Linked DNA regions of Mus musculus: all the other regions are linked to region 7. Evidence: chromatin contacts called from public HiCAR-type, HiChIP or PLAC-seq and promoter capture Hi-C data. All regions are on one chromosome and are shown on one strand. The core of a region is the stretch at or near the end of the contact, and the rest is flanking DNA. Distances in the headings are between cores, read along the strand shown.

Evidence for each region. Promoter capture Hi-C pulls out the DNA fragments that hold promoters and counts their contacts. HiCAR-type assays count read pairs that join an accessible place to other places. HiChIP or PLAC-seq counts read pairs in DNA pulled down with a chosen protein or histone mark.
Region 1: a FOXA1 HiChIP or PLAC-seq map of pancreatic cancer cells shows a contact between it and region 7. The contact joins the enhancer-like site here to the promoter of Foxk1 in region 7. A contact is called at or near these places in 3 of 39 promoter capture datasets (hippocampal neurons, liver and pre-B cells) and 2 of 115 datasets of contacts at active chromatin or transcription factors (embryonic stem cells and pancreatic cancer cells).
Region 2: a contact with region 7 is called in an H3K4me3 HiChIP or PLAC-seq map of pro-B cells, with 6 times the contacts expected there. The contact joins the enhancer-like site here to the promoter of Foxk1 in region 7. A contact is called at or near these places in 3 of 39 promoter capture datasets (the 3T3-L1 cell line, embryonic stem cells and hippocampal neurons), 5 of 115 datasets of contacts at active chromatin or transcription factors (T-cell acute lymphoblastic leukemia, embryonic hindbrain, embryonic midbrain and 2 more) and 1 of 9 other capture datasets (embryonic stem cells).
Region 3: a contact with region 7 is called in a promoter capture Hi-C map of pre-B cells, with 5 times the contacts expected there. The contact joins the promoter of Bhlha15 here to the promoter of Foxk1 in region 7. A contact is called at or near these places in 1 of 39 promoter capture datasets (pre-B cells) and 1 of 115 datasets of contacts at active chromatin or transcription factors (pancreatic cancer cells).
Region 4: a contact with region 7 is called in a HiCAR-type map of astrocytes, with 3 times the contacts expected there. The contact joins the promoter of Lfng here to the promoter of Foxk1 in region 7. A contact is called at or near these places in 6 of 39 promoter capture datasets (the 3T3-L1 cell line, cranial neural crest, embryonic stem cells and 3 more) and 6 of 115 datasets of contacts at active chromatin or transcription factors (astrocytes, differentiating embryonic stem cells, embryonic forebrain and 3 more).
Region 5: a contact with region 7 is called in a promoter capture Hi-C map of embryonic stem cells, with 5 times the contacts expected there. The contact joins the promoter of Chst12 here to the promoter of Foxk1 in region 7. A contact is called at or near these places in 7 of 39 promoter capture datasets (the 3T3-L1 cell line, the C10 cell line, cranial neural crest and 4 more) and 7 of 115 datasets of contacts at active chromatin or transcription factors (the 230-238 cell line, embryonic forebrain, embryonic stem cells and 4 more).
Region 6: a promoter capture Hi-C map of liver shows a contact between it and region 7, with 5 times the contacts expected there. The contact joins the promoter of Eif3b here to the promoter of Foxk1 in region 7. A contact is called at or near these places in 6 of 39 promoter capture datasets (the C10 cell line, cranial neural crest, frontonasal cranial neural crest and 3 more) and 2 of 115 datasets of contacts at active chromatin or transcription factors (embryonic stem cells and large pre-B cells).

Annotation. Positions count from the first base shown.
Region 1 is chr5:140,438,130-140,441,740 of GRCm38.p6, forward strand. It overlaps Eif3b (eukaryotic translation initiation factor 3, subunit B), which reads left to right. Exons shown (of 19, transcript NM_133916.2): 13 at 187-265; 14 at 1,784-1,922; 15 at 2,857-2,982; 16 at 3,608-3,611. Among named protein-coding and RNA genes, the nearest start is that of Gm4869, 5.5 kb to the right of the region's middle. Within about 2 kb of position 1,577, at least 25 of the 459 cell types and tissues checked have an H3K27ac peak or open chromatin away from gene starts, as enhancers often do. A contact at or near this core is called in pancreatic cancer cells, where this site is marked.
Region 2 is chr5:140,582,366-140,586,082 of GRCm38.p6, forward strand. No RefSeq gene overlaps it. Among named protein-coding and RNA genes, the nearest start is that of Gm30603, 12 kb to the right of the region's middle. Within about 2 kb of position 1,861, at least 79 of the 459 cell types and tissues checked have an H3K27ac peak or open chromatin away from gene starts, as enhancers often do. A contact at or near this core is called in embryonic stem cells and pro-B cells, where this site is marked.
Region 3 is chr5:144,188,712-144,192,146 of GRCm38.p6, forward strand. It overlaps Bhlha15 (basic helix-loop-helix family, member a15), which reads left to right and starts at 1,575. Exons shown (of 2, transcript NM_010800.4): 1 at 1,575-1,647; 2 at 2,310-3,435. The coding sequence starts at 2,361. The coding sequence ends at 2,954.
Region 4 is chr5:140,606,058-140,609,385 of GRCm38.p6, forward strand. Lfng (LFNG O-fucosylpeptide 3-beta-N-acetylglucosaminyltransferase) reads left to right here and starts at 1,284. Exons shown (of 8, transcript NM_008494.3): 1 at 1,284-1,787. The coding sequence starts at 1,359.
Region 5 is chr5:140,504,260-140,507,511 of GRCm38.p6, forward strand. Chst12 (carbohydrate sulfotransferase 12) reads left to right here and starts at 1,350. Exons shown (of 2, transcript NM_021528.3): 1 at 1,350-1,437. All of the region lies in intron 4 of Gm38728 (a long non-coding RNA gene), which reads right to left.
Region 6 is chr5:140,417,191-140,420,863 of GRCm38.p6, forward strand. Eif3b (eukaryotic translation initiation factor 3, subunit B) reads left to right here and starts at 2,115. Exons shown (of 19, transcript NM_133916.2): 1 at 2,115-2,636. The coding sequence starts at 2,171.
Region 7 is chr5:142,399,702-142,403,125 of GRCm38.p6, forward strand. It overlaps Foxk1 (forkhead box K1), which reads left to right and starts at 1,796. Exons shown (of 9, transcript NM_199068.2): 1 at 1,796-2,340. The coding sequence starts at 1,823.

The DNA.
Region 1 (3,611 bases), core at 327-2,826, 2.0 Mb before region 7:
CCATCCTAGCCAGCAGCCACCACCCAGAAGCATCCTGACTTTAGGTATAACTGAACGGGGCATGGTTTTGAAGGTTCTCCCAGGGTGGCCCGTGGGTTGGTTGGAGTCGTACGTGGACTTTGTCTGTGCCAGCTCTCCTCAAGAGAGGCTAGCTCAGTCCCCCAGAAGTACTTGTTGTTCTTGCAGAGATGTTTGACAAGCAGCAAGCCAACACCATCTTCTGGAGTCCCCAGGGGCAGTTCGTGGTGCTGGCCGGGCTGAGGAGGTAGGTCGGGGCCCTGCCCACTGTGGCTGCGCCCTACTCCTGAGGGTTTGTGCTGAGGGGGAGCGTTGTCATCTCACTAGATATTTGTCACAGCTGAGCCTCCGGCCACAACAGGCTGATGGAAGTCGTGACTTGCAGATGATGTGTCCTCTGTGATCATAGCCTTGTACCCCTCCTGTGAATCCCGCATCTTCCAGTGGGACAGACGTTAGCTGGAGGCTGTCCTCCCGTCTGTGGTTGGGGTGCCTATCTCTTGTTGCCCTGCATCCCAGCTGAGCACACAGGAGTGGTGAGCAAGCCCAGCCCTGCCCTCTGGTGGGAAGGATGGCTGTGGCCAGCTGAGCACACCGGAGTGGTGAGCAAGTCCAGCCCTGCCCTCTGGTGGGAAGGACGGCTGTGGCCAGCTGAGCACACCGGAGTGGTGAGCAAGTCCAGCCCTGCCCTCTGGTGGGAAGGACGGCTGTGGCCAGCTGAGCACACCGGAGTGGTGAGCAAGCCCAGCCCTGCCCTCTGGTGGGAAGGATGGCTGTGGCCAGCTGAGCACACCGGAGTGGTGAGCAAGCCCAGCCCTGCCCTCTGGTGGGAAGGATGGCTGTGGCCAGCTGAGCACACCGGAGTGGTGAGCAAGCCCAGCCCTGCCCTCTGGTGGGAAGGATGGCTGTGGCCAGCTGAGCACACCGGAGTGGTGAGCAAGCCCAGCCCTGCCCTCTGGTGGGAAGGACGGCTGTGGCCAGCTGAGCACACCGGAGTGGTGAGCAAGCCCAGCCCTGCCCTCTGGTGGGAAGGATGGCTGTGGCCAGCTGAGCACACCGGAGTGGTGAGCAAGCCCAGCCCTGCCCTCTGGTGGGAAGGATGGCTGTGGCCAGCTGAGCACACCGGAGTGGTGAGCAAGCTCAGCCCTGCCCTCTGGTGGGAAGGATGGCTGTGGCCAGCTGAGCACACCGGAGTGGTGAGTAAGCCCAGCCCTGCCCTCTGGTGGGAAGGATGGCTGTGGCCAGCTGAGCACACCGGAGTGGTGAGCAAGCCCAGCCCTGCCCTCTGGTGGGAAGGATGGCTGTGGCCAGCTGAGCACACCGGAGTGGTGAGCAAGCCCAGCCCTGCCCTCTGGTGGGAAGGATGGCTGTGGCCAGCTGAGCACACCGGAGTGGTGAGCAAGCCCAGCCCTGCCCTCTGGTGGGAAGGATGGCTGTGGCCAGCTGAGCACACCGGAGTGGTGAGCAAGCCCAGCCCTGCCCTCTGGTGGGAAGGATGGCTGTGGCTTGTGCCACTGTGGAAACTTCTCCAGATGCCACAGAGCACTGTGTACACCATCCATGTCCTGGGCCCAGCCTCAGGATGTCCTTAGGAAATTTGTCACTGTGAGGGCAATAGGGCCAAGGCTCAGGGAACTAACTACAGCCCAGCAGAGTCCTCCATCCTTTCTCACCCTGTGACTCAGTTCTCAGTTGTGGTGAGGGGCATTGGACTCCCGGTGGGGGTACAGGGGATTGTGGGATCAGCTGCCCTGTCACCCCACAGCATGAACGGTGCCTTGGCGTTTGTCGACACTTCAGACTGCACCGTCATGAACATTGCAGAGCACTACATGGCCTCCGATGTTGAATGGGACCCAACTGGCCGCTACGTGGTTACCTCTGTGTCGTGGTGGAGCCACAAGGTAGAAGATGGCAGGTGCTGGGCCCTTAGAGAACGAAACCTCTCAAGGCTGGTGACAGAAACTGTTCCTGTGGGGCTGTTATATCCAGGGATCCCAAGCTGAGGGCATTATTCACAAACCTCGCGCAGCTGAGGGGTCAGCTACCAGAGCATTGGGCATGTCTGCTTGGCTGGGCCTGCTGGAGCACTGTGCCTGTGTTTACTGTTAAGTAGACAGTTGAACCAGTCCATGAAAACAAAACCTGTGAGCTCAGAGGGCTCCAGCTGATGAGATGTGACCCCTTGCTTCCCAGAGTCCTTGGGTAGTGTCTGGAATAGCACTCTATACTCAGGACAGGATGTGCTGTCTAGGACCCATCCCAACACTTATGTAGCACATTGTAGGACTGGCAATGTCAGTGCATAGCATAGCACCTGCCTGGGTTCCATCCCAGCATCTCCCACCCCCAAAAGGGCCGAGGGGAAGGAAGTGAGAGTCTTTAAAGCCTATGTGGGGCTGTTCCATTCAGTTCACAAAGCCCCTGAAGAGATGGTTGGCAGCAAGGAGCCCAGCATTTGAGTTGAGGCGGAGCTCCTGGGAGGCAGAGGCAGGCGGATTTCTGAGTTCGAGGCCAGCCTGGTCTACAGAGAGGGTTCCAGGACAGCCAGGGCTACACAGAGAGAATCTGTCTCTAGAATCTTGCGGAGAAAGCTAAGCTGAAGTTGCTGCTGTTCTCATTGGCACTGCTGTGAGAGTTTCTTGTCATAGACCAGTGGGTGACGAGCAGGCCCAGGATCCTTGCAGCATTGTTTGCTAGCCATCTTTTCTGCTGGAGGGGGAACACAGCCAGGTGCAGGTGTTTTTGTCCAGAGCTCAGGTTGGTGCTGTGGCTGCTAAGAGTAACGGTCCAGGGCAGCCTTGCACATTTTGCATGATGGTTCCCACTGCCCTCTAGGTGGACAATGCTTACTGGCTGTGGACCTTCCAAGGTCGCCTTCTGCAGAAGAACAACAAGGACCGCTTCTGCCAGCTGCTCTGGAGACCAAGGCCCCCAACACTCCTCAGCCAGGATCAGATAAAGGTCTGTGGTCCCTGCCTGGTTGGGGTAAGGGAACTGTTGTGGCACTGAAGGAAACCAAGCATTTGTCCTGTGACTGGACAGGGGCAGTCAATGGAGAGTGGAGGTAGGACGTGGAGAGGGCTCTGAAGAGATGCAGGGCCAATGAGACCTGACCCAAAGCCATGTTAGGTTAGGCAGTGCTTATAATCCCAGTAGGCTGAGGCAGGAGGATGGTGAGTTCTTTCCAGACTCTGACATATAGCAATAGGATGATCCTGCCTGTGTCCTCTGCTCCCCTCCCCTTGCACCTTCTTCCCCCCCACCCCCCCACCCCCCCACCCCCGACTTCAGAATACCCATGATAGTCTGTTTAAGCCAGACAGGCTATAAGCAAGTTCCAGTGGGATTGGAAGAGCTAAGAAGGGGTTATGTAATGGGATAGGTTTGTGGTATTAGGTCAGAGCTGGGAGTGACTCACCTTAGGAATCATCTCCATGAGGTGAGACTCGCCAGCTGGCCATGCTGGTGCCCTGGGGCTGAATCCTCTTAGTCCTGGAGGCTGTCACTGCACACTGGCATCTTTAAAGGCAGCAGTTGGGAATCTTGCTTTGAAGGCTCAATCCTGAGAGACTTGTCTTGGTTTCAGCAAA
Region 2 (3,717 bases), core at 611-3,110, 1.8 Mb before region 7:
GCTGAACGTGCCTGCAATCCCAACACTGGGAGATGGAGATAGAGGATCAGAGTCGAGCCCAAGGCCCCATGGGAATACAGGGAATAAATGAGATCCTGTCTAAAAAAAATTAAAAAATAAAAAATAAATTAAAAAAAAGAAAGGAAGGAAGGAAGGAAGGGAGGAAGGAAGAAGGAGGCTGTCTCAGTAGGTAATGGACGGAGAGAATCTTTATATGTATGTGCTAAGCACACATCACACACATTGTGCACATTTTTTGTTTGTTTGTTTGTTTGTTTGTTTTTGAGACAGGGTTTCTCTGTATAGCCCTGGCTGTCCTGGAACTCACTTTGTAGACCAGGCTGGCCTTGAACTCAGAAATCCACCTGCCTCTGCCTCCCGAGTGCTGGGATTAAAGGCGTGCGCCACCACACCAGGCTGCACAATATTTTTAAGTGGCACGAGTCTACCATTGCCCTTGAGCCTCAGTTTCCCCACAAGGACACAGCTTCTGGCAGAGGGCCATGACCACAGCTTCCTGCTGGACAAACTGTCAGGGCTTCTTTTTCTCCCGTGGGAGCCTCTCCCCTCCCCCAACTCACGAAGGGAAGCATCCACCTAGAGGTCCCAACCCAGAGGCTACTACAGAGCCACCCTGGTTCTCCACACCTCAGATGCTCGGCTCTCTCCATGCAGAGACTGAGACTGACCCTGCCACTGCTGCAGCTCTCCCTGCCTTGCCTGGTGGCTTCCCAGAGCCAGGAGGGAGGGACACTGCCCGGAGATGCAGCCAGATGGCTGTAATCCTGCATCAACAGAGGCTTAGACACCTGCTTGGCTCCTTCCCTGTCACTCTGGCCTGCCCAAGCATTCCAGGGCATCTCAGTTTGCAAGGGGCTTTCCCCAGCGCCATAGTGGAGCCTCGGGGCTCTGTCCCTCCCCTGATGGTGTGAGCATCATGCAACCTCAGAATGAGGCTTCGAGGCCTGACCTGTTGCCATCCCCCAACATGGTCAGGGACTGGTCCCTCTTGTAAGTCCTGTGTGAGTGTTCTCCCTAGACACGCCTAGGGCCTGACATGGCAGTTTGGAGAGACCTGCCTGAGTAGAATAGGAAATCTGAAAGAAATCAGAAATGCTACCAAATGCCTGAACTACATTAGAGGGTAGGGGGGGCTTGGGAAAGGTTTCTGTGAGGCAGGGTGGACCAGGGCTGGGCTGGGCTGGGCTGGGGGAGGGTTCCAGATGGGGGCTGGGCAGAAGGAACAGGTGTGAGGAGGCAGAGGGGAGGGGAGCCATCTGGGTGGAAGAGGAGAGCAACTAAGCTACAAGGCCAGCCTCCTGTGTCGACAGAGGCTGGAGCCAGAGGCACAGCGGGGCCTGGGGCTGGCGACAGAACTGAGAAGGAAGGGACACCCTCAAAGTCCTTAGGGTAAGGTTGGCTTTGGGGTAGCAGTACAGATTGTCCATCTCATTATAGTATCTCCATTTACAGGTCTCTCACCTCCAGAGCCCACCCACTGCCCTCCCCAGGACCCTCACCAATCCCATGTTTTGTGGGTCCCATAAAGCCTGGGCTGCCCACGCTGTCCACGTACAGAGTAACAACCCACTCCCACCCCCCAGGACACATGGCTGAGCCCTGGGCAGTGTGGGAATGTGGGCCAGGCAAGAAGGTAAGACTCACTCTTCCCTCTGTCCCTGCACCTGCCCGGTCACCTCCCACACCCTCAGCTCCAAAGCCCATATTTCCATGTGAATGGCCGCCCTCAGCCTGCTAAGCTGGTTAACAAGCCCCCAGCCCCACAGAGGCAGACAGAGGGTGTTAACACAGGCCTATTGTCCCAGCTCGGGCTCCAGGTTGCCATGGCACCTGCCAGGCCTCTGGGCTTGGACTAATCCTTTCTCTGGGCCTTTCACTGCCCTGGTCCCACCCCCCCAGGCTGGTCTCTGTGACTTGGCTGTGCCCAACAAGGCTAGTTTCTCTGCTGAGGTCAGGAGAGGCCATAAGTCTAACCCCCAGGGCCCCTGGCCCCAGCTCTTTGTCCCTGGCATTGTCCCTGTGTCCCTAGCCCTCCAGTTCTCTGGGAACTACAGTGGCTTGGCGGGAATTGGACTCAGCCAGGTGGTCAGTTTTTCCTATTGTGGAGAAGAGTCCTCAGTCCTGATCTCTCTGGCCTGCCCTCTGCTCTTCGGGTATGCCAGACAAGTACTACACCCACTGAGCTAAACTCCCAGCCAGCCCCCTTTCTAAGTTTTTGTTGTTTGTTTGTTTGCTTGTTTTTTTGTGACAGGGTGTCATTATGTAACTCAGGCTATTCTTAGATCTACGATGTCCCTGCTGGGCTTGCAGGTCAGCACCACCTTTTAGAGACCTCCAGAGTCACTTGCCAACAGTCCCTCTAGAATACCAACTCCACTGGGCCAGAAGGTCCAAGACCAAGGGTGCAATAGGTCCTTAGAGGGTGTGGTCCCTGTGTTGTAGGATGGGATCCATGGACAGAGGCACCAAGGGGAGGCCGAGCTCTCTCTCTAGACTGGCTTGACCTCTCCAGGGAAACTCAACTTTCTATCTCCCTATCTCCCTCAGAACCATGAGTCTGAGCATGAAAGACATCTGCCCTCTCTCCTCCTCTTCCACCCCCAGAAGATGGAGGCCCAGGATCTAGGATTCCAGACCAGTACATCACTGAAACGCAGCTTCTCAAATGGTTTCCACACTGACTCCTTTCTCAAATTACAAAGCTTGAGACATCTTTACATGATCTCAGATAGCTACATACATTAAAAACAAGTCCACAAACCAAACGCTCACCATAAATCAGAAAGACATTTACTTTAAAACAATTCTTTGGTATACACAGGACCCTGCAGTTTATTAAGGAACAAGGGAGGAAGAGATGACTCAGTAAAATGTTGGCCGTACAAGCACGAGGACATGAGTTCAGATCCCCTGAACCCATTTGAAAAGCAGCCATGGTGGAGTGTGCTTATAACCCCAGCCTTGGTGTTTAGGGTGTACACGAGTGACAGGGGGACTCCTGAAGCTTATTGGTCAGTCGTCCTGGCAAATCAATGAGCCCCAAGTTCAACCGGAGAGCTCCTCTCAAAAAAAATCAAGATGGAAGCCAGTCGGTGGCAGCACACACCTTTGACCACTGCACTCGGTAGACAGAGTCAGGAGGATCTCTGTGCCAGCCAAGGCTGCATAACAAGAAACAAACAAAAGAATAAGGAGAGCAGCTGAAGAAAGATATTCTACACTTATGGTGGTTTGGATATGCTTGGCCTATGGAAAGCAGCACTATTAGGAGGTGTGGCCTTAGGGGGTGTGGCCTTGTTATAGGAAGTGTGTCACTGTTGAGGCGGGGCTTTGAGGTATATATATATATATATATATATATATATATATATATATATATATGCTCAGTCCTGGCCAGTGTGATCCAGACCCTCCTCCTGGCTGCCTTCTGATCAAGATGTAGAACTCTCAGCTCTTCTAGCACCATGCCTGTCTGTACTTTGCCATGTTCCCACCATGATGATGGACTGAGCCTCTGAAACTGTAAGCCAGCCCCAACTGAATGTTTTCTTTATAAGAGTTGCCTTGGTCATGGTCTCTCTTCACAGCAATAAAACCCAAACTAAAACATCACCCTTCTTAGGCTTCCACATACATGAACATACAGGTGCATGTACCACAACTCCCACACATACACAAGACCATACACACAATGCC
Region 3 (3,435 bases), core at 325-2,824, 1.8 Mb after region 7:
CACTTGTGGACATGCACGGGTACCACAAAACACACACACACCCCAAACAAAACAGCCTTTCACTGGGTTTGGCATGGTGTGTGCCTGTAATACCAGCAGATGGGTGCTGAGGCAGGAGGATTGCCATGTGTCCATAACAGCCCAGGCTCTGGTAAGGATGAGGTCCTGTCTCAAAAAGCAGTAGCAGTTGTATGCAGTATGGGGGTGTCTCAGTTCCCCCCGCCCCCAGTCCTTTCATTGAAGTCCAAATGACATGAGGGAGGTGACAGCTTTCTACCAGAACCATGGCCCACATGACTGTGTCACAAGTACTGAGACCCAAGCCTGCTGAACTTAGCCAGAGCTATGCAGAGTCCTGGCTGAGTTGTTTAGACCTGTCCTATTAATGGGGGGGTGGGGGGGAGACACACTACTATTAGTTGAGCCTAGTGACCAGTTACCCTTATGATTCCTGCAGCAAGAGGCTGAGGCAGAAGGGTAGCCATGAGTCTGAGGACAGCCTTGGCTTTGGAGTCTGTCTCTAAAAGGAAAAAAAAGAGCCAGGGATGTAGCTGAGCTGAGCACATGTGAAGAAACACTGGTTTGGTCCCTAGCACCACACTGCCCCAACACACATCTGTAACTACAACAGTCACTGGATCAAAGAATATATATTTTCAGCACATTTTAGTTGAGTGTGCCATGACCCAATTGCAGTTCTAGCACTTGGGAGGCAGAGGAGACACTGGAGGGTCAGGTGCGCAAGGGCAGCCAGTGTGCTACAGCTAGCAAAATGGCACAGCTGGTAACGTCACGTGCAGCCAAACCGAAGGACTTGAGTTCGACCCCGGCACAACGTGGTGGAAGTAGAGAACAGACTCCTGCAAGCTGTCCCTCTGACCTAGGAGCATGCACATACACCAAAAATAGACACACAGATAAAGGCTAGCAAGAAAACCTGTTTTCTGTGAGCAACATGACACTCACATAGAGGTCAGAGAACAACTTGGGGGAATTGGTTCTCTCCTCCCACTTTGTGGGTCCCAGGCTCCTCAGTCTTGGCATCTTCCCCTCTACCCATAGGCATCTTACTGCCCCATAACCTTTTATATTGTAATTCCCTTGTAACCTCGGGAAACCAAGGCAGGAGCTAGCAACAGATAGGTAGACATGGGTGGCACCCCCTTGCACCCCATTTCAGTAAGGGGAGACAAAAAGAGGAACAGCCCTGTCCTTGAGCCCTTAGGACTAGCAGAGTCCGCTGGAGAAACCAGGGTGCTCCAGGGCAGGGAAGGAGAGAGCTTGCCAGCTTCGCTCAGGGAGGTGGATGTGGTTCCTGCAAGACTATGCAGGGTGGCTTATCCTAGACTCTGTTCTGACTCTTAACCCCAAGGCCAGGTGTCCTGGCCAGATGCGATCCGGGTCCCCCCCCCCCCCTCCCCGCCCTGGCAAGTCCCCAGAGAGGTCGCCTGCTCTCAGAACTGGAGGGAGGGAAGGGAAGGCGGGTCCGCACGGGTCCTCAGAGCGAGGGGCGTGGCCGCAGGTGCCGCCCTGGCCCCTCCCAGCGAACTCATTTACATGCTTCCCGCAGCCCCGCCCGTGGTGGCTAAAGCTACGTGTCCTTGTCCCCCGTGGGCAGCCTCTGCGCGTACGGCCTCGAATCCCCAGGTAAACCAAGGGGTTGGGGAAACTATATAGGACTGCTGGGAGGGAACCCCAGAAGCTTGATCAGACGCCTGGCAGCTGTAGGGGAAAACAGACAGACAGATGGGATGGTGGCTTCCACTCAGACTGGCTGGTGCTGTCCACGTGGTAGAACTGGGGGCTGCTGCAGGGCCTTGGCAACTATCAGTCTGACCTGTGAGCTGTCCTGCGTGCACTCACTGAGGTTCTGGTTCTGATCATGTCTGGACCTGTGTCATGTCCAGCTGTAAACGTGATGTTTAAAGGGTGCTGCCTGTCTGGGACAAATGACAGTGTCGGGGGGCGGGGGGGACCCATAAGCCAGGGTTGGGACCTGTTCCTGGGTGGTTTAAGCAAATTGTCAAGTACGGAGGCTCAGGAGGAGCAGGGGACCCAAAATGGGTTCCCAGATAAGTGGGGAGGGAAGAAGGGATGGTAGGTTAGAGAAAAGTGGGTCAGTGTGAACTCAGCCAGGGCTTTGGGAGCACAGGTGAGTCAACTCAGGGTTCAGTGTGGACGGGAAGCGCCTAGGTGTCCACTAAGCACCAGTGGTCAGCTGCACTGGCTAAGGAAGCAATGAGACAGCCATGCCGCGTGTCCACTGGCCACACTGAATGACTGCAGAGGGGCTGTGTTCTGAATTTCAGTTGGAAGGGCCTCACCCAGCCACCACCTCCTGGGAAAACCAGCCTGGAGCTATGAAGACCAAAAACCGGCCCCCTCGGCGCCGAACACCCATGCAGGACACAGAAGCCACCCCAGGAGAGCAGACACCTGACAGACCCCAGTCAGGCTCAGGGGGGTCAGAGCTGACAAAGGGTCTCCGGAGCAGGACAGCGCGTGCAAGCGGAGGTCGGGGAGAGGTCAGCCGCCGGCGACAGGGGTCTGGTGGCCGCAGGGAGAACAGTGTTCAGAGGCGGCTGGAGAGCAATGAGCGAGAGAGGCAGCGGATGCATAAACTCAACAATGCCTTCCAGGCACTGCGCGAGGTCATCCCGCACGTGCGGGCTGACAAGAAGCTCTCCAAGATCGAGACCCTCACGCTGGCCAAGAACTATATCAAGTCGCTGACCGCCACCATACTTACTATGTCCAGCAGCCGCCTCCCGGGGCTGGAGGCACCAGGTCCTGCGCCAGGCCCTAAATTATACCAGCACTACCATCACCAGCAGCAGCAACAGCAGCAGCAGCAGCAGGTAGCTGGGGCCATGCTTGGTGTCACTGAGGACCAGCCCCAAGGCCACCTGCAACGCTACTCTACACAGATCCACAGCTTCAGAGAGGGGAGCTAGCACGCGCTTCGGGCTCCGGGGCAGGTTGGCAGTGAGGAGCCTGCCTGCTCTTCTCAGCTGTTGTCCCTCTGTGCTGCAAGCTCCAGACTGGTAATGACACTAGTGAGGTCCCTGAGGGGGTTTTGTTGTTGACATAAGCCCTCTCATGGCCCAAGCTGGCCTTGAACTCCTGATCCTCCTCACCTCCATCTTCTCTAGGGCTGGGATTACAGGCATACATCATGACATGGTGCCACGCTGGGGACTGAGCTAAGGGCTGTGTGTGTGCGCACTAAGCAAGCTCTCTAGCAACCGAGCTGCATCCCCAGCCCAAAGTTGACTCGCAGTAAATCCATTTTCCTTGAAACTCAGCTCAGACACCAGCATGTGGCAGTTTTTCCTAGCCACCCAGGGGACAAGGGAGTGATCTGGGCCTTCAACTCTCCAGGGAAAGCCTACCTGTCCTTGCTGCCCTTTGACCAAGGATGCACAGGGGTGGGAC
Region 4 (3,328 bases), core at 34-2,533, 1.8 Mb before region 7:
AGAGGGCAACATATTGTTGGTTCTTTCTGACCATGTGGGTCCTGGGAAATAAACTCAAATCTGCCTAGGTGACAGTTGCGTTTGCCCACTGAACCATCTGGCCAGCCCCTGCAGTAAGTCTTTACCTGATCCAGCCTGATGCCTTCTTTTAACCTCCAAGAGAGGGACGGACATTAAGAAGAGTGTAGTAGAGAAATAATTAGAAATGATACTCCGGTCTAAAATATAAACGCTAGGGAGTCGGCGACAGAAGGAACAGCAGTTTATCCGTGGTGGCAGGGTGGGCTCAGACTTCCTTTGAAGGGGGACGCGGAAACTGAAGCCAACCAGACCCAGGGGCAGCCAGGCGGAGAGCCGCCCCCAGCTGCGCTCCCGGAAGATGCAGCAGGCTCGGGCTCGGACCCTGCTCCCACTCCAGGGGACCCTTGGCCATTTCCGGACCCGTAGCCTCTCACCCTACCATTAGGCGCACATTCCTGCCGCCCCCGCTCGTGCTAGGCGCAGGCAAGGCCCCCGCCCGTGGGAAGGGGGCCGTGTGCCGGGGAGGCGGGTCTGGGATGGCGCACAGCTGGGTCACATCTGGTAGGAGTGCGGAGGAACCAAATGGAACAGAAGGTAGCCTTTCATCCTTCGAGGAAAGAGGCTGCTTGAGTGTCTCCTCGCTACGGGGTGCCTGAGGTTTTTGGGGACCAACCCTCCCCATTTAGGAACATGATGCCAAGACAGGCCTGCCTGGGGGAGGAGGGAAGGATGGACCGACGGAGGGACGTAGAATTTTGTCACTGATACCCTTTTGCCTGAACTTCAGGTCCACTCCTAAGACATAAGTATCAGTAAGGGCAGCTCAAAATTAATCGCTCAGGACACACTGCAGGCTACCACTTTGGCTCAGTCAGCACCGTTCCCCAGGGAAGGAAACCCGCTCGGGGACAGGAAATGCACAGCGAGAAGCCAAGGATGTCGCCCGCGGAGGAGCACTGGCCCTATCACCCAGGTCCCAGCTTCGGGGGCGCGTCCTCCACGTGCAGCCGTGGCGGGCGTTGGTCAGGCTGGGTGTCTCCCAGAGCAGCTCCGGAGGGTGACTCGGCGCAGGCGGGACAGGCTCGTGCACAAAGGGGGCGGGTGCCGTGGGTACCCCAGCTGGGTGGTTCCCAGCCCCTTGTCCGTATCCCACGTGGGAAGGAGAGATCTCCCTAAAGGTTACGCCCCAAGGCTAGCAGCCAATTAGCGCGTGGAGGCGTGGCGGGCAGGGGAGGTTTAAGAGTTCCTGAAGCGAGAGGCGCGCAGCTGGACCGGGAGCCTCGGGCAGCCGGACCAGTTGGCACTGGGATAGATATTACGTGCGGCCGCCGGCCACCATGCTCCAGCGGTGCGGCCGGCGCCTGCTGCTGGCGCTGGTGGGCGCGCTGTTGGCTTGTCTCCTGGTGCTCACGGCCGACCCGCCACCGACTCCGATGCCCGCTGAGCGCGGACGGCGCGCGCTGCGTAGCCTGGCGGGCTCCTCTGGAGGAGCTCCGGCTTCAGGGTCCAGGGCGGCTGTGGATCCCGGAGTCCTCACCCGCGAGGTGCATAGCCTCTCCGAGTACTTCAGTCTACTCACCCGCGCGCGCAGAGACGCGGATCCACCGCCCGGGGTCGCTTCTCGCCAGGGCGACGGCCATCCGCGTCCCCCCGCCGAAGTTCTGTCCCCTCGCGACGTCTTCATCGCCGTCAAGACCACCAGAAAGTTTCACCGCGCGCGGCTCGATCTGCTGTTCGAGACCTGGATCTCGCGCCACAAGGAGATGGTGAGACCCAGCGCGGCCTGGGCAGGGGGATGAAGTGGGGATCACCCTCTGGTCCAACTGGTGACTGACGATAGCGGTTCCCGATGCGTTAATTGCTTTGGGTCTATCTGGGAAACGATGACACTGATAAATCCCATTACAGCCCCGTGTGGCTGCTGGGGTTCACTTTGCCTTACTACCCTGGAAGCTTCCTTCCGTGTTGCCCAGGGTCACCCCAGCCACATGCTCTGTGTCTGGATGAGTCGCCTCCAGCTTAGGGCTGGCTCTGTAACGCTTCTCCTAAACACTGGAGTGAATGGCCATATTTGTTCCTAAACTTTTTCGAGCAAATTGGCTCAGTTCCATCCTGGGTCCCCTTCACTCCCCTTCCTTCTTCCTGGGTGGAAGGTACGCCCCCTTGAAAGGGAGGGAGGAAAAGGCATAGCACACCCCTGGACCAGGCAAAGTGAAAGAAATGGGTGCTAGTTCTCCAGACTTGCTCAGAACCCTGACTTCAGTAGCTCAGCTCCCCCACCTCCTGTTAGACCAACTTCATACACATAATAAAAAGACACACCCCACTTTGAAAATCTCCCTGGAGGCTACAACAGGACCGTTGGGGCGGGAGAGCAGAGTGCACTGCGTGTGTGTGTGTGTGTGTGTGTGTGTGTGTGTGTGTGTGTGTGTGTGTGTGTAGGGGTGGGGGTAGATATTTGGTGTGAAGACTAAGACTCACTTTCCTTCCTGACCCAGCCCCAGTGAGACTTCGCTTTAGGACAGTGGAGGTTAAGAGGACAGGCTCCTATCTAGTCTTGGTCAAAGAGGGGCCCTGAGAACCCCACCGTAGCCTCCTGAGAATGAGGCGTCCCTTTCCCAGGGGCTCAGCAGGCCTTCGGGAGGGGGCAGCGGGGGGCCATGGGTTTTGTTTGGCTGTGGTGCCGTTAGGATTCCCAGCGCTAGGCTGCTCTCACGCCGGCCCCTTGGGCAAGGCAACAAAGCCCCTTTCTCCAGCCGAGAAAGGCGTCGGCCTCTTGTGTACAGCTATGCGCTCCATGGGAACCGTTGGCTGGCGTGCTGGCCACTCAGGTTGCCTGGTGATGAGGGGGCCTCTGTGTCCTCCCCCCAGCCCTGAATGACAGCCCTCGTGGGGCACGATCCCTGAGCCAGGGCATTCCCCCACCCCTTCATTCAGCCTTCCTGCTGTGTGATATTGGATAGCATCTATCCCACTCTGGGCCACTATCGGTTCTGAGAAACTCTTATTCAGGGATTTGGGACTCAGTTGGACTGTGTGGTCTGGTGAGAAGCCTAGGGTCTCTCTGATCCTCTCTTGCTCTCAGAAAAGGGAAATACTTTCTAGTGAGGTATTATAAAGTGGACTGTAGAACTTTGGAGGCTCTTGGTGATCCCAGCAGTCATTCTGAATAAGGGGGCCCCCTACCCAGAAAATGCTGCATTTACTGCCATGCTCACCTCCCGTGCACATGACAGGCAAAGCCCCCCTCTTGTGTGCTATGATCAGGGGCTCTTGGAACCTGTAGCAAAGGGCCTGCTCCCCTGTC
Region 5 (3,252 bases), core at 100-2,599, 1.9 Mb before region 7:
AGCTCCTAGTGCCTTAGAGATGACCTTATTTGGAGACTGAGCCAGGAGAATGGTAATGAAATGAGGTCATGGGATAGTCCTGATCTTGTCTGGCTGTGCCCTTATGAAAATGGAAATCTGGGCTGAAGTACGCAAAAGGGAGGTAAAGAGAAGGGCTGGAAGATGCTCCTGCAGGGCTCTCTGCAAGAACCAGCCTGCTTGCTACCTCAACTCCTGGCATCTGGCCTGCAGAACCCTAGGAAAAGAGCTGTCCATAGTTGAGGCTGGGTCTGTGTTACAGTTAGAGCAGCCTGAGCAGGTCACACGCACACATGGCAACCCAGGGGACTCAGCTGTAGGTTTTGAATCCTAGTTAGTAAGATGGGATCATCTGCCACCAGAATATAATAAATCTTCCTAGGTTCTGTCCTCTGCCATTCTGTGTCATACTGCTACAGAAAGAGGCTTCTAACCCTAGGCACTGGGAGAGCCCGTTGGCTCGGAACCAGTCCCCTGCTTTGGGAAGGCAGCTCAGTGCTGGGATGTTAAGTGTGCGTCACCACGCTAGCTTTCTTTTGCAGGTGCATGTGTGCACCTCATGTGTGATATGTGGGACTCAGAGGACAACCTCAGGCACCTTCCAACTTCTGTTTGAGACAGAGCTTCTCTTTTGTCTGAAACTTCACCATATAGAGAGGGCTAGGGAGCCAGCAAGCTCCAGACTCTCTCTCTGCCTCCCGGTCTTGCCATACAGGCAAGCACCACGGAGCCTGGCTCACGAGCATGGGCTGTTCACAGGTTCTGTGGATCTGACCACAGTTTCTCACCTTTGTGAGGCGAGCACCTCATTTACCCACTGAATCCTCTCCCCATACCTTGTTTGTTTGTTTGTTTGTTTGTTTTTGAGACAGGCTCTCATTAAGTACGGCTAACCTGGAACTTCCTATCCTACTGCCTCAGCCCCTCCCGTTCCTCCCTCCCCCCTGCCAAGTAGCTGCGGTGACAGCTTGCACCATGCCTGGCTCTCACTAAGAGCTTTACCTGCATGGTCTCTCTTAAGCCCCATAAACTCTGACAGGATTGTCAGCTTGCACAGCCCACGTTGCAAGTTCAAACTGCGAGACAGGCAACGCCCCTTGAGATCAGCCACGCCCCCACTCCGGATTGGTTGCTGCAAAAGGGGCGGGACGCTCAGGGATGGTGGGTGGGACCAATCTCTGGCCGTAAATAAGGTGCCACATGGCACTGGCTGGCGAGGGCAGGAACGGGGAGAAGTGCGCAAGCGCATCCAGAACGGGCGTAGTCCCGCTCGTTAGCTCTCGCGAGAGGATGGAGGGAGGTCTGCCTGGGGGCGGAGCCGCGCCTCGGGCGGGGCTGCTAGCGGGAGGAGGCGATTTCGGCTGCAGAATCAGCATCACCAGCAACAGCAGCAGCGGCGGTGACTGTGGCGGGCGCTAGGTGAGGAGCGCAGGCTCGAGCAGAGCGAGGGGTGCGTAGGAGTCCCGAGTCCTAGGGTGGGGCGATGGTCCATGGTTTGGCGATGCAGATTGGTACCTCCTTCTGCCTGGCTTAGGCAGCTCCCACGTGGTCCCGGGTTCGAATCCCAGTTCTGTCCAGCTGGCTGTGTAACCTTAGCCAAGCGTGCACCTTCTCTGAGCCATCTTCTTGTGCAGCCCTGCAGAATGCGTGGAGGAAGGTGTGGCCACTTGGCCGACCTCCTTTGCAGTAGTAGCGGCTGGCTCGGAGGTTGGGAAAACACCTTCCCAGTTTTGCCTCTGGCTGTTTGGGTGTCCAGGCGAGAAAGCAATTGTTCAGAGACTGTTGTGCTGCAGTGTCCCGGCCAGACCTTGCAGGAGGCTGTCTCCGAAGCCAGGTTTTGTACCGAGCAAGCACTGGCCCCACATCTCACCCCAGTCTACTGAGCATCCTCCTGCCCTGTGCATTGCTGCGGGTGCCCCCAGCAGCAGCCTCATGCCTGGTGGGCCACAGGAAGCCGCGCATTAGTGGCTAACAGTAGGACCTATCTTCTCTTTGGGCTTCTGGCCACGAAGACATCGCTGGCAGACCTTGGGTTCCTTCCGCACATCCGCCTAGCTGTCGCACAGAGAGCTGTAATGTTTGCACCCTTCTTAAATTATTTATTTTATAATCCCACGCTGCGCTGGGAGCCCCGGAATTGAGTGGGAATGTCACCCTCGGGGGAGAACGGGGCTGTGAGCCTTCCATTGCTGGGACAGCACCGTGTGGCTCCAGCCTAGGTAACATGAGTTAGGGCCCTGTTTCCGGGTGTGAAGGAGAGAAAAAAGATTGTTGGGAAACTGCTATGTGCTGGGTATGATACTGCAACTTCGCGAGTTGCCTAAGGTGGAGCGAGTTGCCTAAGGTGGAGCGTGGTGCCAGTTCTTGTGAGCTTAGGCAAGAAGATTGCTGTGAGTTTGAGGGCAGCCTGGGCCGCATAGTGAGGTTCAGGCCAGCCTGGGCTACAGGGTAAGACTCAGACTTAAAACAAAACAACACAAAAATTACAAAAGGGCCTGCCTGTACCTTCATGTTTAATTTCCTTGCTAGGATCTGGGGCTGAGCTTGCTTGTACCCGTATTGTCATGTCGCTTTCGTGGGTCTGCATCTTCAGTTTCCTGCTGTAAGGGCAAACCACCATATTGGGTGGAATGCTGGGAACCATGGGCCCTGGGTAGCTCAGGTCGTCCTGGTTCAGGGCCACTTGAGTGCCAAGTGTATGAAAGACGTTTGCGGTATGCAAAGAGAATGCCAGGAAAGGTGGCACGTACCTGTAATCCCCAAGAGGTGAAGGCAGGAGGGTCTACAGTTGAAGTCTAGCCTGGGCTACATAAAACCCTGTCTCAAAGAAACCAAACAAAAGAAACCCTTAGCATTGAAGACTGGAAGCAGCTAATTCAGGAGACGTTGAGTTGCTGTGCTCATGAGGGGTGGGGCCTGTGGGGGAAAGACTAGTTTCTGGAGGGGCGGGCAAGGAGTTGTGTGCATGTCCATGTGTGTATGCAGGTGCATTGGAGGTCAGAGAATAACGTTGGGTGTCGTCCTCAGGAATGCCATGTCCTTGCTCTTAAACAGACTGGCCTAGAGCTCACCAATTGGCAAGGCTGGCTGGCCTAGGGTTTCAGGCACACAGCACTTAATTGGTTCTGGGGATCTGGACTGAGGTCCGTGTGCTTGCGTGGCAAGCACTGTACCGACTCGGCCATTCTCCCAGCTCTGGGAGGACGGATTTCTGCTTGAGAAGAGCCTTATGCC
Region 6 (3,673 bases), core at 865-3,364, 2.0 Mb before region 7:
AGAAGAAAGTCTGTTTCCCCAGCACCTACAGCCATGATAAGTCTCTGGCTTCTAGAACCCGGAGCCATAAGCCTTTCTCAAGATTTGGATCGAATCCAGACACTGGGGCTTTGGGCTCTCAAAGGTCTGGGCCTGCCAGTCCTAGAAGAGACACTAATTAAAAACTAAGTATCCTTTAGCCAGGCTGGTGCATGCCTTTAATCTTAGCACTCGGGAGGCAGAGGCAGGCGAGTTCGAGGCCAGCCTGGTCTACAAAGTGAGTTCCAGGACAGCTAGGGCTACACAGAGAAACCCTGTCTCTTAAAACAAAACAAACAAACAAAAAAAGTAAATTAATTTACTTAGTGGGTACCTAGCACATCAGCGCCCCTGGCCCCAGTCAGTTCTCTCCGTCTACAATATGAGTTTGCAGGATAGAACTCAATTGTCAGGATTAACAGCAAGAAATGATGAGTAGATCATAAATACTTCTGAGTAGATCATAAATACTCAGCCAGGGGCTGGTGAGATGGCTCAGTGGGTAAGAGCACCCGACTGCTCTTCCGAAGGTCTGAAGTTCAAATCCCAGCAACCACATGGTGGCTCACAGCCATCTGTAATGAAATCTGACCCCTCTTCTGGAGGGTCTGAAGACAGCTACAGTGTACTTACATGTAGTAAATAAATAAATAAATAAATCTTAAAAAAAAAAAAAACCTCAGCCAGCCCAGTACTAACTTATCCATCAGCCCGTGTTCACATGTTTTGTGGTTTAGTCTTTATATCGCACAGGCTGGCATGATCTTTCTGCCTCAGTCTCCCCAGTGCTGGGATTCCAAGTCTATGCTTCCTGGTCAACTAACAGGTCCTTTAAAAAAAAAAAAAAAGGAAAGTTTTGTTTGTTTTTTCTTAGGAATGATCTGGGACCAGAGAGGTGACTCAACTGTTTTTGTTGTTGTTTTGTCTTTTAAATTAGGCTCAACAGTTCAGAGCATTGCCTGCTCTTCTAGAGAGCCTGGGTTCTATTGCCAGCAACGACATGCGGTTCATAATTGTCTACTCTAAGTCCTGCGCGTGATACGATGCCTTCTTTCGGCCTCCGCTTGTACACGGTGCACAGACAGACTTGCTGGCAGAACACTGATACGCATAAAAAAAAATTCGAGTTAAGAGATGGTTGTAAACTACCATATGGGTACTGAGAGCGAAACTTGTGTTCTTAAGCTCTTAGTCCCCTCAACTAGTTCTTATTAAGATTTTCGAAACTTTGAACTGGAAGTATCAAAAATCTTGACTATCTTTTCAAGCAAACCACTCTTGGGGTCCCCCTGGTCACTCCACGAAGGTTCCGTCCCGTCCACCCCACGCTGGCCCACGTGATCGCGCTCTCCCGCGCGTGAAGACCGCAGTCACCGGCAGACAGAATCACAGTGACTTTCACGTCTGGGGCCAACGCTAAATTGCGAGCCGCTGCAGTGAGGATGGCCATTGAGATTAAAGCCGCTCATCACACGACTCTGCATTGTGCGGGCAGTCATTCTTGTGTGTGTTGGCGGCCCCTGGTTGTCGGCGAGCTCCTCGCGTAATTTTGGAACCCTTCGTTCTTTTGCCCCGTCAGTGGACCGGTCTAAAATGCAAGACCTTACGGGGGAGCGAAGCCAGTCATGTCAGTCAAGCAGTCTGTCTGATTAAAAGCAAAGCTTACAAAGAATCATGTGTGGAGCTTTCAGTTGTCTTGGCATTATTTTATGGTCACATATTTTGTCTTCATACAGTTACGCGTGTTAATCATTTGAGAATCCACTTGATGCTCCCCAGATAGTACAGTCCTTCCCCGTAGCGCCCGCTGGGAGAGGCAAAGGAACTTCTACCATCTTGGACGCAACTATTTCTTAGCTAGAATGGGGGAGCCACATATCCTTGTGAATTTATTTGCTACCTTAAAAAACCTTTTGGGCTATAAATAAACTTGCATATCTTGAAACTTATTATTTTAATTGTTTCTAGATTTTTATGCATATCTGAGTTTTCTCGGGCTGATCGTGAGGAATGAGGGCGTGGGTGTCTCCCCCGAGCCACATCTTGGTACGATCCCATCGCTGCACGCACATGGCTCCGCGCTAGCGGCGCGCGGTGACTTCTGGGAGTCGGAAGCAGGGCGGCCGAGCCGGGTGAGAAGCAGCGCGGGCCCATGCAGGACGCTGAGAACGTGGCGGTGCCCGAGGCGGCCGAGGAGCGGGCTGAGCCCGCGAGGCAGCAGCCGGCCTCCGAGTCGCCGCCGACGGACGAGGCGGCAGGGTCTGGGGGGTCCGAAGTGGGGCAGACGGAAGACGCCGAAGAAGACGCCGAGGCCGGACCGGAGCCCGAAGTGAGGGCCAAGCCGGCGGCCCAATCCGAAGAGGAAACGGCGACGAGTCCGGCCGCCTCGCCCACGCCGCAGTCGGCGGAGCGGTCCCCGTCGCAGGAGCCCTCTGCTCCCGGGAAGGCAGAGGCCGTTGGCGAGCAGGCCCGGGGGCACCCCTCGGCTGGAGCGGAGGAGGAGGGCGGGTCTGATGGGAGCGCGGCTGAGGCGGAGCCGCGGGCTCTGGAGAACGGAGAGGCAGATGAGCCCTCCTTCAGCGACCCCGAGGATTTCGTAGACGACGTGAGCGAGGAAGGTAAGGGCGATCGTGTCCCCGGCCAGGGCGCGAGGTCTCCCGGTTACAACGATCTTGTTTCCTCTACAGTGGGGGACCATTTGGGGAGTCCGTTTCTGCGGCAAGCCCTTGCACCTGGGGGTTGGTGGAGGGCAGGACGAACAGGACTATCTGGGGGCATTCCAGTTTCCTGGCCAAGGGTTTCCAGGGTTGACCAGTTGCTGTGTTCCCAATGGTTTCCGTAGTAAGGCATTGCCATCGGACCCAAGCACATTACCAACCTGCTTCCTTTTACTAGGTCGGTACCCTGGACCATTGCTTTTTCACATTGTTCGTTTGGCCGCTTACTTCATGATTTCTTCTATGGTGACTGGCTTTTTAAAGGCATTGTTTCTGTCTACCTGCACAGGAGCCAGATTCCTAAAATCTTTTTTGACAGTTGATAGCATGTGTTCCTCTGCCGTTTCAACTTCACTTGAGCCAGTTCCTTCATGTGTTGGTGTGGCTAATACCAAGGGCCAAAGGGCCTAAGAACACCACTTTTTTTTTTTTTTTTTTAAACGAGACAGGGCCTCTCTATGTAGTTCAGGCTGAAATTGAACTCTTGGTTCTTCTCAGTTTTCACGGTGCTGGTCCTACAGACATGTACTCCCAAACAATTGCTTTTGAACTACCATGAAAATTCAGCGCCCCAATATAGTTGTCAACTTAGAACTTACAATATTTCAAGAGGTCGTCATTTGATGTCACCATTGTTTGACTTAATCCTTTTGTATGTTTGTGGGGGTTGTTTTGTTTTGTTGTGAAACAGGGTCTGGCATGGTCCAGGCTGGCCAGCTCTTTATGAAGCTGAAGCTGTCTTTGATCCCCATCCTTCTGCCTCCACTTTCAGATTGCCAGGATTTGAGATGTGAGTCACCATGCCTGGCTTATTTCTTGAAAGATGGCTAAGAGTGAGAAGCCGATAAACTAATGTGAGGAATCTATAGGCTCCAGCCTTGAGGACGTTTATCTGGGTAGAGCAGGTTTCTGGGTTCCCACTCTCGCCCGACTCCAGT
Region 7 (3,424 bases), core at 546-3,045:
ACCATAATTCATAAGAGCAGCGACATTACAGTTATGAAGTAGCAATGGAAATCATTTTATGGTGAGAGGTCACCACAACATGAAGAACTGTATTAAAGGGTCTCAGCATGAGAAAGGTTGAAATCCACGGCTCTATCACCGTGATAGGCTTTCCAGTTTGGGTCCAGAATGGATAGGCAGGGAAGTGTGGGATTGTGAGCAGACCAAACCTCCCTTCTAGCCTCCCCCCCCCCCCCGCCCCAGGACACTATGCCCCCCCCCCACACACACACACATGCACTCTGTCAACACGCATCCAGCATGGCCGTGAGCATTGCAATGATCACTGTAGGTCTTTAATTCACGTGTGTATCATCTTTCGACATGAAGCTCACTGAGGGCAAGACCTATGTCTATCTCTATTCTCAATCATTATTTTTAGACATTCTTTTGTGTGTGTATGTTTGCACTTGTGTTTGTGTGTGCACGTGCGCCGGTGCATGCACAGGCGTGAATAACTGTGTGCTCCTTTAGCCCTGTTTTATTCGTGTTTTTGTTTTTGTTTTGAAACAGTGTTTCCACTATGAACGTGGAGCTCACTGATTGGCTAGGCAGGCTGGCCAATGAGCTTCAGGGATCTATCTGTCAACCTTTTACCCAAAGCGCTGGGAAGATCGAAGCTCTCAATGGGTTTTGAAGTCGGTCCCGGGGAATGAACTTTCCTGTCTTGGGGGATGAGTGCCATCAGGCAATTTACCAACTGTGTCAGCTCCTTCAGTCATTATTAAATGTGAGAAATCGAGTGTGTATGTGTGTGCATGCACTCGCGCGCTGCAGGTCCTGGGGGAAGACTTGGGGGAATTAGCATCCCAGTGCAGGACCTTAAATTCTCAAGGGATTCACATGGTGCCAAGTTCACCATTTAAGTGTTTTCAACTACCGTCAATCTTCGGGTGTCCACAGTCCCTAGAAACAGGCAGAACTGTTCGCCTTAAAAGGAGCAAGGGGAACCAGCTGTGGTGGTGCACAGCTGTGACTCCAGCAAGAATTGCGGAGCCTGAGCCGGGTTGGTCGTCAGCTAGAAGCCAATCTGGTCTACATACATAGACCCTGTCTTTAAAAAATGAATTTTTAAATTGATTTTAAAGGGCTAGGCACACACCTTAATAGCTACACTCAGGAAGCTGGAACAGGAAGATCATGAATTTGAGGCCAGCCTGATCTAGGTATTCAAAACCAGGCTAGCCTTGGTATGAGACAGGATCTCAAACAACAAAACAAGAACAATCGAGATGGTTCAGTAAATAAAGGTGCTTGTCACCAAGCTTGTCGACCTCAATGCCATCCTCAGAACCCCACAGGGTAGGAGAGAATAGACTGCTGAGAGCTGTCCTCTCTGACCACACAAACACACGTGCGCGCGCGCGCGCACACACACACGTGGTAAAGAACCACAAGTAAATAAATGAATGAATAAAATGTAATTTGCAACATTATACCAAACCAAAAAAAAAAAAAAAGCAAAGCACAGAAAGAGTAGCTGTGCAGAAACGATCAGTAAGGAGCAGAGACCATTTCAAGCATCCCTGGACTTTAAACTCCAGCCTCAATAGGACACCCCTAAAAACGTGATGAATCCAAGCACCCTTCGGGACTGGAGGAGGGGGCTCTGTGTCTCTCTGCACCCGCCCACCTCGAGTGGAAGCTGCGCGCGCAGCGCGAGGGTCCTGCGGTGTCCCGGCTCCGCTCCAGGCCACGATCCAGCCCGGGTTTCCGCGCGCGCCGCCCCGCCCCGCCCCGCGCCGCCTCGGCCGCCACCGGAGCCGCTCGGAGCTGCGCGAACATGGCCGAAGTCGGCGAGGACAGCGGCGCCCGCGCCCTGCTGGCGCTGCGCTCGGCTCCCTGCAGCCCCGTGCTATGCGCCGCGGCTGCGGCCGCCGCCTTCCCGGCCACTACGTCCCCGCCGCCGCCGGCGCAACCTCCACCCGGGCCGCCCGCGCTGCCCGCCGAGCCCGGCCCCGGGCCGGTGCCCTCCACCGTCGCCACTGCCACCACCACCGCGCCCGCCCTGGTGGCCGCGGCCGCTGCCTCCGTGCGCCAGAGCCCCGGGCCTGCCCTGGCTCGCCTGGAGGGTCGGGAGTTCGAGTTCCTGATGCGACAGCCCAGCGTCACCATCGGCCGCAACTCGTCGCAGGGCTCGGTGGACCTAAGCATGGGCCTGTCGAGCTTCATTTCCCGGCGCCACCTGCAGCTCAGCTTCCAGGAGCCTCACTTCTATCTTCGCTGTCTCGGCAAGAACGGCGTCTTCGTGGACGGGGCCTTCCAGAGGCGCGGAGCGCCCGCCCTGCAGCTACCCCAACAGTGAGTACTGCGCCACCCTCGGGTCACCCCTCTCCGGACCTGGCCTGAACCCCCTGGCCACCCCTGACCTCTACCCCGCCCAGCTTGGCTCCTTGTCACTCTGTGATCTCGACCCTGCTCAACCTGAACCCCCCGCCCCCCGGTCACCCCCTGAACTCGCCTCCGCCTGGTCTGGCACCTGGGTCGAGCCTCAAATTTCTTACCGTTCCCACCGGGTCCCAGCCCTTGGTCACTCCCTCCTCCATCTCGACCCTGCCAGGCCCTAGCCCCTCTAATCTCGACTCTATCCGGCTCTGATTCCCTAGCCATCTCCCAGTCTTGATCCCACCTAGCTCTGACCCCTGGTTACACAGATCTCCATCCCACCCGGCCCAGCTGAGCCTGATCCTTAAGTTACTGGTGATCTCACCCATCACCTGGCTCTGACCCCGTGGTTGTCCTGATCTTAATCACGACCCAACTAACCCTGACTCCCCAGTTAACTCATTGGGCACTGATCCCTGGATGGGCCCGACTCCCATTCAGCCTGAAATCCTGTCACCCTGACCCTGGACAGGCCTGAACACTTGGGTCCATTCTAACCCCTTTCTCTCTCTCTGACTCTGACTCTGACTCTGTCTGTCTGTCTGTCTGTCTGTCTCTCTCTCTCTCTCACACACACACACACACACACACACACTTACACACACACACTTGCACACTCCCCAACCCCATCTGTCTTCCACTCCTCCCATGTTGGAGTTGGCTACCCATGATCTCCAACCCTTTCTGAACCCAGCTTATCCCTAATCCCACCTGGCCTCAATACCTGGGGTCACTCTTGACCCCCATCCTACCAGCCAGAAGCCGTTACCCCTGACTTCCCTTAACCTGAAGGTCCTAGGGCCACCCCTAACCCTTATCTCACACAGCCTAAGTCTTCAGAGGTCATCTCTGACTTCGAATGGTTTGAAACCATCAGCTCACCCTGATCTCCATCTTTACTTTGGGTCAACTCCAGACCCTCCAGCCCTGAAACACTCCCCTTCTCCGTGGTCACGCCCTGACCTAAACCCTGGCCAGCATCATGAGATACCACCCAGCC